2 separate regions of the Mus musculus genome follow, and region 2 is linked to region 1. A link is a contact called in public HiChIP or PLAC-seq data. All regions are on one chromosome and are shown on one strand. The core of a region is the stretch at or near the end of the contact, and the rest is flanking DNA. Distances in the headings are between cores, read along the strand shown.

Region 1 (7,439 bases), core at 1,352-3,851:
CTTGGGAAGCAAACGATGGGAACAAAATGCCAAGCTGACAGGCCTTGGGACAGTGTCCTAGAGCTCAGCCCTTGAAAAAACGGAAAGGTGGGAAGGCACAGCTTCCAAGAGGTGAGCCTAGATGTAGTCCCGACTCGACCCCTAGGGGGTGCTATAGGCCGGTGAACCTTAGTAGTATTGCGAGTTGTTCTGATTTCAGTGCCTTTGTAGCAAGCTGTCTGTCATTGGATGTAGGCTGTCCAGGGAGGACTGAGGTTCCCAAAGGGAGGAGCTGTTGGCCGAGGGTTGTCTACTGACAGCTGTCTCAGCAGCCAGCTAGAAGTTGGGTTGCCAAAACCCTCACTGAGGGGGGTTCCGGGTATGACATGTGTCTACCAAACTATGACAATAATCATTAGCATCTTCACCATGGCCTCGCTGCTTGACTGTGAGCATCCTAGAGGGCCAAGGGTGAGCTTGACTGCTCTTATCTTCACTCCTGGCCCCAGCTGAGAGCCGGGGCTTGGAAAGGTCCTCCTAAGTGGCTACATGCCCGGTGGACTAACGGCGGCCACCTTTGATGTATATCCTCCCAGTAACAAGTTACCTTTGTAGTATCTAATCGAGAGGCACGGAAGGAAGGTGGAGGGTTAGATCACTGACCAGCTGAGGCAGAGGGAGGAGCGGACTATTGCTCTGTGGACCCCATGAGCTATCCTGAGCAGATCCTGGGGGATGTGTTACTGAGATTACATCTTCTTGACCCTCCCATCTCCTGGCCTGGACTTCCTGTTCTGACTCCAGCTTGCCAGGAAGCCAACTTATGCTTGAGACACCCCCCCCCCCCCACCTGCTCCAGTTCTCCTTCAGATAGCTGCCCTATGCAGGCTGGGGTAGGGGGTGGGGATAGGTAGGAGGGGGTAGTGGGGGGTACAGGTCAGGATGAGCAGGAGGCAGAGAGATCCCTAGAGCAGCCATGGTGTCACAGGCAGGTCCAGGTTGGGAACCAATAATCTGAAAGTCCAAAAAAAAAAAAAAAAAAAAAACCAAAAAACCAAAAAACAAAAATCAAAAAAAAAAAACCCCAAAAAACAAACAAACAAAAAAACCCCAAAAACCAAAAACCCACAAAAAAACCTGAGATGCTCCAAATAGTGACACCTTTGAAGATGATAGGAAACTCCATACCGGACCTTATAGTTGAAACTGGTTTCTTTACTACCACAAAGGGTGATATAATGTCACTAGTGGATACGACGCTAGCAGGCTTGCAACAATGCTGCACACAGGACCAAGGCTTTTATGTGACACCCACTGCGTTCTTGGCTGATCTTCGATTGTGGTGTAAAAATATCGCTGCAAATGTCAATAAGGTCTTATAGGTCACAGCGATAAGAAAAGGTGTTTACTTTTGTCAATAGCTCAGGAAGCCAAGCTACTGGGGAAGCAAGACTGTGTGACTGTAGAGTCTTTAATTTTTTTTTTTTTTTTTGGTTTTTCGAGACAGGGTTTCTCTGTATTGCCCTGGCTGTCCTGGAACTCACTCTGTAGACCAGGCTGGCCTTGAACTCAGAAATCCTCCTGCCTCTGCCTCCCAAGTGCTGGAATTAAAGGCCTGTGCCACCACTGCCTGGCTTAAATTTTTTTTTTAACTAGTTAATTAGCTGTGTGTGGCGGGGTGAGGAGTCGGGGTGTATGCTGTAGCATACATGTGGTTGTTGAGAACATCCTGTGGGAATTGGTTCTCTCCTACCATATGGGCCCCGAGTTTGGTGGTGGGTGCTGTTATCCCGAGTCATCTCACCGGCAGGAATATGGAGTCATTCAGAGGTATGAGTGACTGCTAGGCCTGGCCTGGGGAACAGAAGGGCACCCATGTGAGATCTGGGCTGAGCCCAGGGAGCTGAAGTTGGTGGAAAAATTTACGAGAGCCCCAAATCTCAAGAAAACTACCTTCAGGCTATGGGCATAAGATTATATCTAAGGCATAAATGGATTTTGTGTTTAGGTCCGAATCTCATCCCTGAGGTGTCGAGTTATGGACACGCAAATATTCCAAAATCTAAAATTAAATCTGAGATCCCAAACACTTCTGTCCCTGAGTGGTTCAGAGAAGAGATATCAGTCTTTACATTGATTGCAGCCCTGTCTCGAGGGAGGAGTTTGAGGGATGCCAGCCAGAGGAGCGTGTGGAGCATCAGGGACAAAGGGCAAAGAGCAAAGGTCAGGCAAACCCAGGCCTCCATATCTCGGAGTTGAGAGATTGAGTCAAATAGCTCCTCTTGGACTCCACGTGCATGTGGGTTGAATCGATGCGTAGAGGAGGCGTTGAAGCATTGTATTATCCCCCGCCATGTTTCCCAAGGAGACGGGGGTTTCTGGGAGTTGGCTGAGGGAAGAAGGAAGCTCCAAGGAACAGGGAAGACGACAGCCCTGTATTTAGGGGGTGAGCAAAAATGCACAGAAAGCTGCAGATTGAGCTACTGTACGGGGATAATTACGGCTGCTATTTTTGCGCGTTTGTTTAACAATGTTAATTTGGCGACAGCCTGGTATTATAACATCTCTCCCACACAGAAGTGGCTTTAGTTCCCAGTCACCAGATTCCATTTGCATTTTTCTCTGTAGGGTTTGGAGCAGGGAAGCTGGTGACTCACAGCTGCTGTGAATCCAGGAAAGGCTCTTCTCCCTGTGAGAATGGGGCTGGGGGTGAGGGAGGGAGGGGGCTAGCTCAGGGCAATGTCATCCTGTGACGGGGGAACCTGACCCAGTCCCAGCCTCCTTCTGAATGGCCTTCTAGCCTCATGGTGTGTCTCTTCTCTCTTGGCTTGATTGATTATTCTTCAGTCCTTCCTCCAGATCAGACTTTTGGAGAACTTGGGTTGTTTAATGTCCCTGGAGCACAGAGCCAGAACGAACGGCATGAATATTCATGAATTGAAGAGAAGATTGAAGAATGGCTTCTGGGGAGACCCAGGAAAATGTCGCTATTAGACTTTGTTGGACCCAGCTCAAATGCCTCTCTAACTGCGGACCTCATATGTTCACATGTGGGTACAGATCAGCTTGGGGACCAAGACAGAGAAACCTGAGTTTAGACAGGAGCTTCTCAGATAGTCGTGTCCCACCTCAGAAACAAAGGAGGAATGATATTGGAACATCACCATTTAAAAATCACTACAGAATAAAACTGGACTCTGCGTGTTAACCGTAGATAAATATATCACAGGGCCCATGAAAAAGTATCAGTACTTGGATCTGTGTTCAAGTAAGTGTCTAGATTCACACGCTAATTCGCAGGAGACAGAAGGATCAGAAAATCCAAATCACCAGCGGCGTGAGGACCTAGCCATAAAGCTCCAAGCTGTGGGGCACTCTACAGACAGACAGACAGACAGAGGGTAAAGAGGACAAACCCAGTGACAAGGAGAAATGCAAGAAGCAGGGCCAGGTATGGGAGATTCAGCCACAAAAGCATAGTTTAAATCACAGGGGAAGTCAAGCATTATCGTGGATATTTGGTGAATTATCCACAGTATTATAACAACATGATTTCATTAAAACATAAAGTCACATGATTATCATGCATAAAACCATGGTGTCATCTCCAGCACTGTCCCCCAAAATATTTTTCACTGTTTTCCATGTATTGTGGGCATTGTGAGGTGAAGGAACCCACGTTTCTTATAGATACACAGTGAACTCGTCGCAGGGGAATTGACCTGATTTTAAAGATTTGCTTCTAAGCAATCTGCAGTCGAACATGGTTGGTCCTCATTGAGGCTGGATGAGGGACAGGAGCTATCACTCAACTGCCTTTGTTACCAGTTAATTTTGTGTATGTGAAGCATATGTGTGTTTGCTTGTGTGCACGTGTGTATGTGTGCAGGTTTGTGTGTACATGTGTGAGTACAGGTTTGTGTGATCATGTGTGTGCAGGTTTGTGTGAACATGTGTGTGTACAGGTCTATGTAATCATGTGTGTGCAGGTTTGTGTGAACATGTGTGACTACATGTGGAGGTCCGAGTTTGACACTGGGTATCTTCTTCCATATATTTTGAGACAGGGTCTTTTGCTGAGCCCAGAGATCACTGATTGGCTAGGCTGGCTGACCAGAGAGCTCTGAGGAGTCTCCTGTGTCTGGCCTTCTCTATACAGCATTAAAGTTATTGAGGTATACCACTGTGCCTGGTTTCTTTCTCCAGTGCCAGGAATCTGAACTCAGGTCCCCATGCTGTGTGGCAGGCACTTGATTGAACGAGCTACCTCAATTGCCCCCCTCTTGTATTTTTGAACAGAGTTTGAAGGTTTCATAGCAAACATCACTTTTAAAACAATAGATTTCTTGTATACTTCAGGATTTGGTGTCATGCCAATCTAGCCTTCAGTCCTTGGGCTCTGGGAACCAGCTAAAGGATGCTCAATTTCATTGAGCCTTACCATCCCATCTCTACTATCTTTCTTTCCTGTCTCTGGGCCACAGGATTGGCATCACAGGTCTTCTATAGTGAGCTACCAGCTCTCTGAAGGATGGAGGGTTAGGACTACTTCTTGATAAAGCAAATCGCTTAACTCCCCAGTGTCCTCCACTATAAGATAAGTAGAATAATACTTCCTTTATGGGGTTATTGTAGGTATAGGATGCAACCTACTGGATTGGCACAGAGAGAATGCGAGGCAAGGCTGGGTGCTTCTAAACTGGGTACACCGCCCTTGGACAGCTGACAACATCTAAATGTTTGGACTGCCACAGTGGAGGATGGCTATGCTACCGACACATGGTGGCTTGAGACATTGCTGAATAACCTGCCTTACAGACAGAGAATTTTCAGGCCAAAATATCAGTGCTCCTGACATTGAGAAACTCTTAGCTGTTTGTGTCAGGTCGGTAGGCAGAGGGATGCTCAAACCCTGCTCATGGAATTAGAGATCAGAATGTGTGGACTGGGGTGTACGTCGGCGGTATAGCATTTGCTTATGATGCACAAGGTCCGAAGTTTAATCCCAAGAGCAAACAATAAATAAAGAAAATAACAGCCCCATCTCCCAAGCCTCCATTCTGAAAGCAAGGAGGGTGTCTGGTTATATCAAGCATGTGCAGAGCTGTGATGTGTTCATCTCCCTCCTTGGCCTTATTCAAAGGCATGATTGATTATCAGGTCTGCAAGGAGAGACAGAGGCTGTGACTCAAGGTGAACCTCAACCCAGCAGAATACCGATTATGGTCCTGATGGCAGCCAGCCCTGGAGGTGAGCCATGTCAGCACCTGGCCTCTGGGTTTCACCGTCTTGGTGTCTGTCACTGGGATTTTCACTAGGACTTGGGTATAAGGCAATGATATGTACTGTGGAGTATTTGACAGGGAACTATAGAGTTACAGAACAAGACACAGCATTATCAAAGCACTCGAAGAGCATACATGTGATGAACAATGGAAGCATTACTTATGGGGAATTATGATCTACATGCAAAGAAACCTAGCAATCCTAAAGAGCATGGAGCCCAAGAGGTTCTAGTAAGCACATTTGCACGTTGCTCATGGTCAGTGGCTGGGAAGGAATGAATGAAACACGGGGAGCCAGGTCTCGTGTGGGCCACTGATGGGTGTGTCCTGTGTTCTGGAGGGCATGCTTAGCTCCGACTCTGCATTGGCAGTTGGAGTCAGTAAGTAAGCAATGAAGGATAAGGACTCCATGACAGAAGTTCACAAGCAAACTGTTGCAACCACCAAAATAACGTCTTAGTACCTAACAAGGATTATGAAAAGAAATGGGGTAAATTGCTACAAGTTCTTCAGACCATTTTTAAAACGTCAATTCTTTCCTTTTCCTTCCACTCAAGGAAAGAGTTCACAACTGAAATTCATGTTTATTGACATGGGATCTCATCATGTAGTCCAGGGTGGCCTGGAACTTGCTGTGTAGCCCAGGCTGGTCTCACGTCTCCAACCCTTCTGTCTCAGCCTCCCCAGCTCTGATCTGCCCCAAACCAGACCTGACTCGAGTCTCAAGAATATGAAGCATCCTTCCGAGGGATCTGTCCCGGACAAAATCATTCTGATGACTGGGTGTCCAGCTACTCAGTAGCTGCTGCTTTTCTCTCCTTTTAAGACTCCTGGGTACCTCTTGGGAATTTCCCATCATCCACCTAAGTAGGAGATCCATCAGCTTGAATTTGATTTGGCCAGCCAAGTTGATGTTTCTCACATCTTAGAATGGTTGGGCCAAGTTCATTATCACCATACTATCTTTGTTTGTCTGCTTTTCTTCATCCTGCGGAGCTTTCAAAAATGCTTTCTTGAAGGAATGGAAATATCCGTCCAGCTGAGGGTCTGCTGACACACTAGCCTGGCCAGGTGTCGTCACAAGTCTTCTTCCCTTTGTCAGTGGGTAAGAGTGGGCGAGCTTCCACCTCTGAAGTGGCTTCAGCCTGGAAGCTCCCGAATTGTACCGGATCCTTTTCAGTATAGTTGACTTCATGAGCAGAGATGGCAGATGAGGCACTGGGAGGCTCCTAGGGAACTATGTGTCACCGTTCTTTCCCACACATAGTGAGACCTTTTCCTCCCTCTCTGATTATGGAAAGAATACATTTGCCAAGCTGGGCATATAGAATTGCAGAAAGCCAAACTCTCTTGAGAGTGAAATAAAACTTGCAGGGCATTGCAATGATTACCAATTCTGAGTGCGTACCCCTCCCCCTCGTGTGTGTGTGTGTGTGTGTGTGTGTGTATGCATAGTCATCTGTGGTATAAGAGGTCTTCATGCCATCGTGAAGATCAGAAGTCTTCTTTAGCCAAACTCTTTTTTGAGACAGGATCTCTGACTGAACCTAGGGCTCACCAAGTCAGCTAGAATGCTTGGCTAGCCAGCAAGCCTCAGGAAACCTTATATCTCTGCCTCCCCTGCACTGGGATTACAGATATGTACCACCATGCCTGGCTTGTTTTGTTTTGTTTTGTTTGTTTTTGTTTTTGTTTTTTCGAGACAGGGTTTCTCTGTGTAGCCCTGGCTGTCCTGGAACTCACTCTGTAGACCAGGCTGGCCTCGAACTCAGAAATCCGCCCGCCTCTGCCTCCTGAGTGCTGGGATTAAAGGCGTGCGCCACCACCGCCCCATGCCTGGCTTTTTTGTGTGGGTTTTGGGAATCAGACTCAGGGCCTCACACTTGATTGACAAGCACTTGATCGAACTGTCTCCCCAGCCACCAAGTTTCTAAATCTGCTAAGAAACTTCTTTGGGTATCACGATCCTTCCACACAGAGGACGAAGAGGGATAAGTGTGATCATGCTTAGAAAAATCGGCTAGGAACTACATCCTTTGATGAAGGCTTCAGGTGCAGGCTGATGGTGATGTCTGCTGATACCCTCCTGTGGGAACGGAAGCTGACGTCACAGTGTCTTAATTGGCATTCACAAGAGCTTGTGTTGGAGTTCACAAAAGTGAATCCTTTATCCGG
Region 2 (7,038 bases), core at 1,425-3,924, 47 kb after region 1:
AGACCATAAAGACACATTAGTGGCCCACTGTGTCTCCTTTCTGGTTGAGACCCGGCCCTCTGGACCACTAGGGTGGGCTGCAAACACTCTTCTTTGGACTATCATAAACCAGGACTGGTCAGCAGTGGCAGTGGTACCCACAGATCTAAGAGATGCTCATCCACCCTTTCCCCAATGAGGCTGGCCCACGGGCTCTCTCAGCAGGGACTTCCCACAGTTCTCTAGCATGCCCCACTCTGAGATACACAGGACCTCACAAGCCATTCATGCTAACTCCAGTGGAATCCCTTGTTCCTCCAGCCTCCATCATCTCGGGCGCCATGTCAGGTGTGCGTGAACGACTGTTTCTGCTTCTCTCCGGAGAGGTGACACGAGGGCCAGGGTGTGTGTGTGTGTGTGTGTGTGGCACTGGTGACCTTGTTCTGCTGCCCTAACAATGTAAACAGCCAGAGCCACAGCCTAGGTTCCAAACACAGAATGCTGCATGGCTGCCTGTGGGGCTGGAGCTGTGTGCCGAGAGAAGAGATGCTGAGTGGCTGGGTGAGGCAGCTTTGGGGCTTCGCCTCTCACAGGGCCCTGCAGCTCACTCCCAGTCAGCTGTCTAGCACAGGCTTCCTTAGTAGGCACCCGCTTCCTGTTCCCACAGAGAATCACAACCGAGGTGCAGCTCTTCCCTGCCCGTCACCTGCCATCTGCCTTCGCAGCCTGCCTTCCTCCCAGGGTACTGGGTCCCTGGGGACCACACCTTTGGAAAGTCCTATCTTTTCTCTTCTGCACCAAATGTTCCCCCTTTCTGGTCTTCTGTCCATACCCTCTTTTCTTAAAGGTCCCGAATGTCTCTAAAGAAGCCATCACTGTGAAGGTTTAGTAGCTGACACAGGTTGCAAGGCAGGGGACCAAAGGAATAAATCTCTCATGGCAGAATATTAGAACTCAGACAGCTATACTCCAGGAGAAGTGGATATTTGGTGAAGAGAGGATTTACCAGTGCCTGTAAAGTCACCTGCAGTTGTCCCCAGTTCTGTCACCATGTAAGACCAGCACCAAACTCAGGATGGGATGACAGACAGACACACAGTGAAGGACTAGCTGGCAATGACCCAGGAGTCTGCAAAAAAAATGGACCAGAAGCCTGGGGAAGCAATGATAGCTCCCCCTAGAGTCATGGCTCCATAGTTACAGCTCCTTCATCCTCGGGGAATCTAAACTCCACCAGAGCTCTGGAAAGCTCTTCACACTGCACATTGTCCCTCTCGGAGAACTAATTTGGCTTTCCTCACTATGTGGCCACCATCCCCAAGTCTAGTGTCTGAGGAAGCCGAGACAGCCCTGGACATTTCTGCGAATGGATACTGTCATGTGTGACCTTACTCTGTTCTCACAACTGACAGCCCAGCTTTACAGAGCCTCCAAGGGGCTCTGTGAATTAGCCAATGCTACACTGTTAGAGGGTGAGCGAATGGGGTTAGAGTCCATGCTTTCTATCACAGACTAAGGCCAGCCTCTTCCAGCTGTATGTGAACAGTTCAGCTACCATGCCCCCAAGCCCTCTCCCAGGTCACAAAACCCTGATGCCTCCAACCTGAGAACGGTTGGAATTTCTGCCACCTGTGTGGCAAGACCAAGTAGAAAGCTATCCATTTCTCAGCATCCTGAGAGCCAGCCTTGAGATGAGACTTGCTCAGCAACCACGGGAGGTACCTGGTATGGTTTTTAAATCCCTGTTCAGCCCCAAGATTTCATTTCACTTTAAAACTGCTCATATGTTGCAGCTCCATCAATTACCATGATAGGATTCCAGTAAAGAGATCCAGTCATTAAATGGGGGCACTTTCGAGTGGCTAGGGGAAAATATAGGGTACTCCTGGGGGGAGGGTTGGTATCTCACACAAAGCATAAAGGGAATCCCCATGCCTTGTGGTGTCCCACCACGGACCTTTATCAGCTCTGGGGCTTTTAGCCAAGCCCCTTTCTCCCATTAGCCCTCCCAGGCATCCCCTCCTGTCGCCTAGGGCAGACAGGAGGAAAGCAAGATAGGCAGAGCGGATGTCCTAAGATGGGCAGGTAACTTGCAGATGGGTGAGACCACTGGGAAGTGAGTCCAATCACAGATCCTGACAGCCTAGGAGAGTTAGGCCCTCAGAGACCCCACAGCCCAGCTCAACAGGTGGCAGAGGCCTTTACTATCCCGCATCCGGGTCATTTCTTCCAGTTTTACTCAAGTCTGTGGTGGGAAAGTGTGGCTTTGGCTTTGGAGTGGGCAAATTGCTCGAAAGCATCGGCAAAGAGGGGGCGTCATGATCCCCAACCCCTGCACACACACACACACACACAGAGAGAGAGAGAGAGAGAGAGAGAGAGAGAGAGAGAGAGAGAGCGCCTGCACGCCCCACCCTGCCCCTGGCTACTCAGTTAAGGAGGCCAGCTCAACGCAGTAGCATTGACTCCACTAGAGATAATCGCTTCCTGGACCCCCGATAAGGCGTGTGTATATCCCTCCTGCTCATCTTTGCTCTTACCTCACGGTCACGACCCCAGACTCGCCTGGAAGGTCCCTTGTGGGCTGCGCGCGGTGAAAGGTGCCGCGCTGCTTGCCGGACGCCCGCCCCGTCCGGTCCGCCGGAGCTGCTCTGCGCCAGCTACCGTGCGGGTGGCCGCCGCTGGAACACTGGACTAGAAGAAGGCGGGGTCTGGGGCGGGGTCTGGGCGGGGCCTGACTTCCCAATGCAGTCAGTTGCGGGTGGGCTTTGGGACAGAAGGATGCTGCCTTCCACCCAGAGGAGAACCCTTGGGGTGGGGAAGCGTCCTCGTGGAGGCTGTAGGTGAAGACTTTGGGGGTTGTCGTAGGAGAAGGGAGGCTTTCCAAACGAGAGCACCTGCCTTGAGTCAGACTTATCGTCCTGTGGCGGCCGCTGCAGTCGGTGGTGGAGAGATTATTCCAGCCCCAGCCAGTTGTTTATTGAGTTCTGAGGGCCAGACACTAGTCAAAACACTTTTCAGGTCTCTGGTCATTTGACCTTCACAACCTTCCCATTTCATGGATGCCAAGGGGAAAGCTCAGACCCAAGGGTGTTCCTGAAGACACACCACAGAACCACATCTGTAGCTCATAGCTGCCTGGCTCTGGCATTAAGCATTTCTTCCTTCTCTAAATTGTTACCTGGCTTCCGTGGCACCGTCAAACTTAATTTCACAGGTTTATGAAGCCCCAGACAATTTGCAGCTGGAGCCATGGTATGGTGAAGGGCGGCTATCCAGCCAGACTGGCTGGGAAGACATATGGCTCACTCTTTCTGGCTGGAACATCAGTCCACCTTCATGTCTCTGAAATGGCAGCTGGTAACTTTGTCCACACATGTGTAAACTTTGCACACAGTAGCATTTGCTGCAAGCTGGAAGCATGCCCTGCAGGGATGTAGGCTTGGGCAGTCTGGCCGCGGGCGTCCTCCAGCAACTTGACTCTTCTGTCAAGTTCCTTCAGGCAATGAAGATGGTTCGTGTGAATGTGTGCTCATGTGTGTGTGAGTTCATGTGTGGTGTGTGTGTGTGTGACACACATGCCCAGTGTGCACACATGTGCGTGCATGCATGCAGTTGGGATCTTGGTACTGGAACTCTGATTAGACTCGGCTGGTCAGCAAGTCCCAGGGATTTTTCCTGTTCCTGCTCCCAGTGTCTGGACTGCAAATATTTGCTAGCATTTTACCAACTCAGCTGTTTCCTCTGCCCAGTGGTCAGTGTCAGACACGGAGATATCAGCAGTGAACACATTTACCCCCAGACTATAAGACATCACTTGTACGAAAGCCCTTTATGGCTAAGGTTGCTTGATCCAGACCGTGGGTGGATACTGCTGTATAGAAACTGCACCACATACTATTGGTTCTCCCTGTGGTATAAGGATGCATTTCTCTTCCTCCTCTGGGCCCAGGAGTCATCAGTGTGGCAATGATGAGTTGATTGACATTCTCCTTGATATTATGAGCTTAGGCAGAAGGCTTGGCACAGAGCAGGTGCGAGGGAGGTGTTTGTTGAATGAATGTCTAAAAGTTGGATAAATTTTTCAAGAGACTAAAGCTGCCAAGGAGATAGCTGCTAAACAAACTACACTACAGGTGTGGTGGATCCGTGCCACAAAATGACAAAGAAGATCTGAGTTTGAGGCCCAGCCTGTTCAACACAGTGAGTGCCGGGATAGCCAGGGCTACATAGTGAGACTAAAGAGACATTGAATTCACAGAAATCCACCTGCCTCTGCCTCTGCTGGGATTACAGGCATGTGCCACCATGCCCAACTTTTTCTTTTTCCATTGAAACTCTTTACATAGGGCATTTCCAGGGATGCCCGTGGCTTCCTTCCCAGTCTGCCCAATGCAGTGTGCCCCAAGACTTGGTGACTGAGAGAGAAAGGATGTGGATTTGTTGGGATGTGATCTTCAACCTGAATCTGCCACCTAGCTAGTTGTGTGACCTCAGACAAAATTTATAACCTCTCTGAATCTCTCACTTCTGGGAAACCAGGGTATGGCTCGGGCAGTTGTACAACCCTTTCTTGGGAAGGCTGTGTTTGGTGTGTGTATTGATAAGCTTTCCCACGATGTAATTCATAATCACTTTGGCTGAGATGCTCTGCTATGTTTTGCACAGACTCCCTCCTCGCGGTGCGGCCAGAACTGGTGAGAATCTTGAGCTTCTGAGACCTTGTGGGTGAAGGATGTTGCACCTGACATGGTCTGTATGAAAGTTACTTATCTGGCCTTGAGATGCAGACCTGCAGGATGAAGAGCCTTCCAGTAGTAAGACAGAGGGCAGAGAGGGAGTTTGGAGAGGAGGAAGGAGTCAGCATAGACTGTGGACAGAACATAGGAAATTTCACCGAGGTTTGAAATGCAAATGGGCTGGGGTTGGATGGGTGTGGCTAGACAGCTGCAGACATAGATTGGGGTGGGGGTAGGGAGAGCTGTGTTAAAAAGCCTTTCTGGGGCTGGAGAGAAGGCTCAGCGGTTAAGAGCGCTGACTGCTCTTCCAGAGGTCCTGAGTTCAAATCCCAGCAACCACATGGTGGCTCACAACCATCTGTGATGAGATCTGATGCCTTCTTCTGGTGTGTCTGAAGACAGCTACAGTGTACACACACACACACACACACACACACACACACACATACACACATCACACACACGTGCGCACGCGCACGCACACACACACATATACATACATATATGTATATATATATTTATATTCTTTTATTTTAAAAAAGCCTTTCTGGTCCTTGAAGGAGTCTTGCCCTCAGGCTGGAAGACCCCTGAGCTGGCGCCAGGAAAGGAAAGGAAAGCATTCAGCCCTAAGCAGAGCCTCCATCCCTAGCTACAGCTCTGCAGAGCTGGCTGCAGATGAAGACAGGCCTGGAATGGCAGGAGAGGAAGTCTACTCAGAGGCTGCCGTTACAGCGGGGCTGGAAACGCTCCTGTTGACATAATGGGAAAATGGTGTAGGTGTGAAAGCCAGCAGCTGTGCTTGGGGACTTGGGGACTCCTGGCCTGATGAATAATGGAGCAGATCTCCCTCCCCGATCGCTTTTTTTGATCCTTTCAATAATTCATCACTCCCTGTTGGGTGAGGAGTTTCATGAAACACAAGCTTTCTCTGAATCCACAGCTGAGTTGAGCGAATCTGAGGCTCCACACGCTAGTTAGGTCTTAATTAGGAGCACCCTGCCACACTGCACGTGCATGTCGGCTTTGCCCAGTAAGCTCTGCAAGCATGAGGAAGAAAATGCCCAGTTATGTCCTGGGTAGGGGTGGGGCTTCCTGACAGCCTCCTCCTGGCCCTAGTGGATGGGGGTGGTGACAGATCCCGCTTTCAGGTGTCTGCTCTGTCAGCCAATTCTCTCTGCCTTCGGGATCATGGAGACAGGTGACATGATGTCTTCTGTCACCTGAGCTCTTGTATGTGATAACGAGCAGTCGGACTTCCTGGGTGACTTTTGATAGACACATGCCACGGGCAAAAGGCAAGCTGGTTGTTACCGCTGCCACAGAGTGTTTCCTGGTGTCTCTCTCTGCCTTGCCTTGTGGTCTGATGGTTGCATGGTGAGCGATTTGGAGATGGGCTAGGAATCCAAAGTCCAGGTCACAGTGGTGGCCAGTGTCAGTGATGGAGAGGCAGTGACACCTTTTTGGTGTCAAGGACAGAGGGGATCAACACTTATCTGTCAGGCTTATATATGTGTGACTTGAGACACATAGGCATGTCTATGTCTGTGGAGACAGAGAGAGGGAAGATGGCCCAGTGGAGTTGGGAGAAGGAGGGCAGGTAGGAGCTGAGTATAAGCACAGGCTGTCACCTGGGAGGGATGACTGATGCTATCATGAATCCCTATCTATCACTACTCAGGGCAATCACACACCAAGCGTGTTCTCTGTGTTAGCACACTTGATTCTAAAACCAAGGCTACCAGCTCAGACACCATCAGAGGTAAATTTCCCCAGAGATAGCCAGATGCCAATGTCCCAAGGGGAATGGCAAGTTCACACCCTGTTTGCATGGGCATCTCATGTGCTAAAAGGTGAGAGTGAAAACCACAATCTTCAGGCTGCTCTCAGAGACAAGGTCCCAGGAGCTGATCATAGCAGCAGAGCCCTGGAGGGTTCTGAGCCACACAGCTTAGGCTGGGGAAGCAGGGAAGGCCAGGATGACTAGGTCATTGGCCACAGGGCTTAAGGAATAGTAGGTTTCAAGAAGCAAAAATTCAGGACTGCTGCTGTGGCCCAGGGGGTAGAGTTCTTAATAGGCAAACACAGTCCTGAGTTTGATTTCTAACTCTATAACAAATCAGGTATCATGGTGAATATCAATAATCTAACCACTTAGGAAGTGGAGGCAGGAAGATAAGTTCAGGAGTTCAAAATCATCCTTAGGCACATAAGTAAACTTGAGGTCATCCTGAACTCCAGGAGACTCATGAAGAAGAAGAAGAAGAAGAAGAAGAAGAAGAAGAAGAAGAAGAAGAAGAAGGAGGAGGAGGAGGAGAAGAGG

Evidence for each region. HiChIP or PLAC-seq counts read pairs in DNA pulled down with a chosen protein or histone mark.
Region 2: a contact with region 1 is called in an H3K27ac HiChIP or PLAC-seq map of neural progenitor cells, with 4 times the contacts expected there. The contact joins the promoter of Cacng5 here to the enhancer-like site in region 1. A contact is called at or near these places in 3 of 39 promoter capture datasets (HPC-7-derived erythroid cells, epiblast stem cells and hippocampal neurons), 13 of 484 Hi-C or Micro-C datasets (the HPC-7 cell line, LSK cells, the N1E-115 cell line and 8 more), 1 of 115 datasets of contacts at active chromatin or transcription factors (neural progenitor cells) and 2 of 9 other capture datasets (adipose tissue and pancreatic islet).

The regions. Positions count from the first base shown.
Region 1 is chr11:107,865,195-107,872,633 of GRCm38.p6, forward strand. No RefSeq gene overlaps it. Among named protein-coding and RNA genes, the nearest start is that of Cacng5, 46 kb to the right of the region's middle. Within about 2 kb of position 2,602, at least 24 of the 459 cell types and tissues checked have an H3K27ac peak or open chromatin away from gene starts, as enhancers often do. A contact at or near this core is called in cortical neurons, forebrain and neural progenitor cells, where this site is marked.
Region 2 is chr11:107,912,381-107,919,418 of GRCm38.p6, forward strand. Cacng5 (calcium channel, voltage-dependent, gamma subunit 5) reads right to left here and starts at 2,675. Exons shown (of 6, transcript NM_001199301.1): 1 at 2,520-2,675.